Linked DNA regions of Triticum aestivum: region 2 is linked to region 1. Evidence: chromatin contacts called from public Hi-C data. All regions are on one chromosome and are shown on one strand. The core of a region is the stretch at or near the end of the contact, and the rest is flanking DNA. Distances in the headings are between cores, read along the strand shown.

Region 1 (2,700 bases), core at 77-2,576:
CACGTTACTTAAATAATTTATTGGGTTATTGATTATTATTTTGGGATTGAGTTGGAGGAACCTTCTCAATATTTTCAACCAATTTTGTAGTTAAATAAAATATATTCCTTTGCAGTAGGGAAAAATTGGCTTTTCGCAAAACTATAACCATAGAGCTTTTCCACCAGCCAAATATGCATGTGGTGATAGCCTTTATTCATCATTCTCCTATGGTGTGAATTTGCTAGTACATTCAATGTACTCACCCTTTGTGGGTGCAACGTCTCATGTTGCAGGACTTCTTACGACGAGTAAGTGATACGTTAGGGTTACGATTTCTACACTCAACTTTGCCGTTGGTGTTGATGGGAATTCACAACATTTGTTACTTCCGCTATTTGGATTGAGATAATAGTATTTACGTTATTTTATACATGTGATTTACCTCTGTTATAAATTCTCGAGTACTGTGTGTGTCAGCATACTGATCCAGGAATGACACTTAAGCACAGAGACTTGACCTTCTGAGGTCGGGTCGCTACAAACAAAGAATCAATTGCGCGATGCTCCATGAAGATGATCGTGTCGTGTTATGCAAGGCCAAAAACTCCACCACCAACAAGATACAGAATGAGGCCACCAACTTGGCCGGCCTCCTTCAATTGGCCAATGAGCACCATGAGAAAGATTCGCAACAATATTGAAGAGAATGGACGACAAAGGATCTCTATGTTTTCTGGTCTACAAACAATGACCAATGTCAGCATTCACACCAATGCTATCACTGCAAAAAAAATAAAAATTCCACTGTCATCATTTTGCCTGGAAGCCTTTTATGCACACGGCTTGGGCAGAAAATGTCATTTTACTTTGTCATAAGCTTTTCCCAGATTCTCCTTGAAGATAATTCCATCATGCTTCGTAAAGTTCATATATTCATGCGTGCGTAATAGCAGAAAGTCAGCGAATGATTGGTTCTAGTCTAGAAACCAATCAGACCCTCCTTATTATATTGGTCTTGCCTGAAATCGGAGTCTTGTTATTTAGAGAGCAAGAAACTCGTGCGAATGGCCATAAGATTCAAACTAACGAATCCCGCCAGCAGCATCAGGTACAGTGCATGCATATATATTAATATTGTACAGTTTGTTTGCCAATTCCCTCTCTTATTTTCCACTTCTTCCGGCCGGTCCTGACTCCTGACCCCGTCGGAATTCTCCTCCGCAAGCACGAGGCAGCATGCAGACCGGAGACCACGCGGATCGAAGCAGTACGCACGTCACGTACGTACTCCCAAGCTATATAAGCACGCTTCCATTCCATGCTCCATCGCACTCATCACCGCGACCTGCTAGCAATTAACCAAGCTAAGCACCTTGCTTCGAGAACTACAGCTGTTGGCATAGTTTCCTCACACGTCACAAGAGTATATTCTGATCAGGTGATCGGCCCGTTGGCATCACAAGCCATGGCGTCCTCCAAGGGCTCCTGGGCCGCGCTTGCATTGCTCCTCTTTGCTGCTGTCGCATCCACGGCCGTCAACGGCGACCACAAGCTCTCCGCCAGGTACTACGACGAGACGTGCCCCAACGTGCAGCGCGTCGTGCGGGCGGTCATGGCGTACAAGGTCGCCAGCGAGCCGGCGGTGGCGCCCGCCCTCCTCCGCCTCTTCTTCCACGACTGCTTCGTCAACGTACGTACCGAAATACCTATACAGCGCTGCACTCATGTCTTGTTCTCCTGCTAATCCGTAGCTAATTACGATGTGCAAAACGTTACATTCCGGCAGGGATGCGATGGGTCCGTCCTCCTCGACGGCACGCACTTCTCCGAGAGCGAGAAGGACGCGCTGCCGAACGCTTCCCTCCGAGGCTTCGAGGTGATCGACGAGATCAAGTCCGTGCTGGAGCACGACTGCCCGGCCACCGTCTCCTGCGCCGACGTGCTCGCCCTGGCGTCCCGGGACGCCGTCGCCATGCTCGGAGGGCCCGCCTGGAGCATGCCTCTCGGCCGCATGGACTCTCGCACCGCCGACAGGGACGCCGCCGAGAACCTCCCCAGCCCACACGACAACTACACGTCGCTCGTCTCGACGTTCAGGGAGCGCGGCCTCGACGCCCGCGACATGACCGCGCTCTCCGGCGCGCACACCGTAGGGATGGCCAGCTGCGTGAACTACAGGGCCCGCGTCTACGGCAGCGACGGCGACACCAACATCGATCCCTCCTTCGCGGAGACCAGGCGGCAGTCGTGCCCCGCCGGCGACAATGAGGATGGTGGCATGGCGCCGTTTGACGAGCAGACGCCGATGACATTCGACAACGCCTACTACAAAGATCTGATCGCGCGGCGTGGCCTCCTCAGCTCCGACCAAGCACTCTACGGCTCCGGCGGGCGGCAGGACGATCTTGTGGAGATGTACAGCAGGGACGGTAAGAAGTTCGCCAAGGACTTCGCCAAGGCCATGGTAAAGATGGGGAACATACGCCCGTCCAAGGGGACCACGGTGGAGGTCAGGCTCAATTGCAAGATGGTCAACTAGCGATGATCTAATGATTTGCTCTCAAGACGTACGTCAAGTGCAGTCCCCTCGTTTTTTGGTTTAATTTGTGTTTTCTGGGTCAAGTTTGTCAAATAAATTGTAAATGTATTCTTTCATTCATTCATTAGTTTGCCAAAAATCATCTGCTCTCTTCCTTCTATTGGAGTACGACACAAATT
Region 2 (2,700 bases), core at 1-2,500, 680 kb after region 1:
TGGCGCGCTGGACACGAAACGCAACTGCTCGCCGCGCTCCTCGAACAGCCCGGACAGATCGAAGCTTGGCGAGGAGGCGATAATGTCGAACGCGTTCATACTCTTGATCCGTCTTATACGCGGCTCAGGGGCACAGGCTGCAGCAATGTGCATCTTCTCCAGATTTACAAGCGACGGTGCTGAAACCGAGGTGTGCATGCCGCCGCCATCGCCATGAGCCACCGGAGAGGAAGAGCCGGAGGATGATGAAGACATGGCAGTCTCGTCCTCGGAGTCAGAGTCACAGAGATCAGGCTCTTCGGAGCCATCAAGGCTGCGCAGGCAGTCCTTGTTGTCGATATAGAAACTTATTTCCTTGAAGCCCTTCTTGAACCAATCTGTTTCCTTGATTTGCAGTAGTGTGATCCGGTGCGCTGGGTTTGGTTGGAGGAGGCGGCGTACTATGCGTACCAGTTCGGGGCTGAAGGTGCGTGGGCAGCGGTAGTCACCGCGGCAGATTGTCCTGTATAGCGTGATGAAGTCGTCGTCGCGGAAGGGCTTGCGGCCGGCGGCGAGCACGAAGAGGACGATGCCGCAGGACCAGGCGTCCGCCTTGGCACCATCGTAGCCCCGGCGCGCGAACACCTCCGGAGGGACGTACAGGGGCGTGCCGCAGACGGTGTGGAGGAGCGCCTCCCGGCGAGCCGTGTCGGCGTGGGCGGACAGCCCGAAGTCGGCGACCTTGAGATTGCCGTGCTCGTCGACGAGGAGGTTGTCGGGCTTGATGTCGCGATGGTACACGCCCTGCGCGTGGCAGAAGGTGAGTGCCGAGACGAGCTGCTGGAAGATGCGGCGCGTCTCGTCCTCCTTGAGGCCGCCGTTGGCGGGGATGTGGCGGTAGAGCGGGCCACCGCGGACGTACTCCATGACGACGAAGATACGGGACTTGCACGCCATCACCTTGTGCAGCTGCACGATGTTGGGGTGCCGCAGCCGGCGCATCACGGCGATCTCGCGCTTGATCTGTTGAACGGCGCCCAACTTGATGAGCTTCTCCTTGTCCATCACCTTGATTGCCACCTCCTCCTTCGTATCCATGTGCCGCGCCAGGTAGACCTTGGCGAAATTACCCTCGCCGAGCAGCTTCACCTGCTCGTAGCGGGCAGGGAGCTTTGGCCGATCCCCCATGGCGCCGTCGCCGCTTCTTGGGCGGGCGTTCGAAGTTTTCTGTCCTGGAGTATTTGGGTGGAGGCGAGTAGAGGATTGGGGGATCCGCCGAACTAAATAGGAAGTCTTTAGGGCTGACCGGTTTACTGGGGAAAAAATCAGTCCAAGCCTCAGTACACCTCCCACGCAGGCCCCTGTGCGGGATTTCTTAGATCGCTCTCTTGCACGAATCTCGAGGAAACTGGCATATTCTATTCCACCTAGGGAATTCCATGAGGCTACACGAGAGTTGTTTGTGTATGCAGGGCGCTGATAAGAATTTGAGTGTGTTTGCCCCTAGGTTTGTTTTGATTCTTTGCACCGCTCCAAACTACCTACAATTCTAAGATAATCTAATATAACCGGGACGACTGTATACAACAAGCTAAAATTGAACGAGAAGAAACACATTGCTTGGAGATGACGAGGTCCTCTTGCACGAACAAATCATGAAGGAATGGAGAATGCCGGCTCAGGAGAAGAAAAGACCGACGTCGATGAAAAGGTACACCATCACCAAATTATGGGCCCTATGCAACACAACCATCCAGATCCATTGTCGAAGAAGGCCACTGCCTCCTCGCCTGGCTCGAAAGGCGATGCACCGTCATAGATGGACATGTTCACCCTAGAACCTGGACGAGTGTCGCCGAAAGGCAGCCATAGGAGAGGAACAAGGCACATTTGACATGTCATCGACTACTCCACCTAAAGCAGATTACCGCTGATGCCAATGGACCGGGCACTCGAAAGAGAAAGTTGTCGGATTGGACGAAGAAGGATAATAGCTTGGGTCCACGGAAAGCATTAAGATCTAAAGGGGTAGTGTTGATATGTCTCCAATATATCTATAATTTTTTATTATTCAATGCTATTATAGCATCAATCTTGGATATTTTATATACATTTTCAAGCAATTATATATCATTTCTTGAGACTAACCTATTAACTTAGTGCCCAGTGTCAGTTGTTGTTTTTTGCTTGTTTTTGGTTTTTTAGAATATCAGTACCAAACGAAATCCAAATGCCACGAAACTTTTTAGAGATTTTTTTTTGACAATAAAAGACTGAGGGAGTCCTGGATTAGGGGGTGTTCGGGTAGCCGGACTATACCTTCAGCCGGACTCCTGGACTATGAAGATACAAGATTGAAGACTTCGTCCCGTGTCCGGATGGGACTTTCCTTGGCGTGGAAGGCAAGCTTGGCGATGCGGATATTTAAGATCTCCTACCATTGTAACCGACTCTATGTAACCCTAACCCTATCCGGTGTCTATATAAACCGGAGGGTTGTAGTCCGTAGGCAATCAACTCCATATACAACAATCATACCGTAGGCTAGCTTCTAGGGTTTAGCCTCCTTGATCTCGTGGTAGATTTACTCTTGTACTACCCATATCATCAGTATTAATCAAGTAGGACGTAGGGTTTTACCTCCATCAAGAGGGCCCGAACCTGGGTAAAACATCGTGTTTCCTGCCTCCTGTTACCATCCGGCCTAGACGCACAGTTCGG

Evidence for each region. Hi-C and Micro-C count contacts between places; a contact is called where the count stands out from the background.
Region 2: a contact with region 1 is called in a Hi-C map of leaf, with 4 times the contacts expected there. The contact joins the promoter of LOC123147944 here to the promoter of LOC123146925 in region 1. A contact is called at or near these places in 2 of 5 Hi-C or Micro-C datasets (both in leaf).

The regions. Positions count from the first base shown.
Region 1 is chr7A:519,293,179-519,295,878 of IWGSC CS RefSeq v2.1, forward strand. LOC123146925 (peroxidase P7) reads left to right here and starts at 1,327. Exons shown (of 2, transcript XM_044566183.1): 1 at 1,327-1,672; 2 at 1,769-2,663. The coding sequence starts at 1,448. The coding sequence ends at 2,521.
Region 2 is chr7A:519,973,178-519,975,877 of IWGSC CS RefSeq v2.1, forward strand. LOC123147944 (CBL-interacting protein kinase 25) reads right to left here and starts at 1,251. Exons shown (of 1, transcript XM_044567277.1): 1 at 1-1,251. The coding sequence starts at 1,167.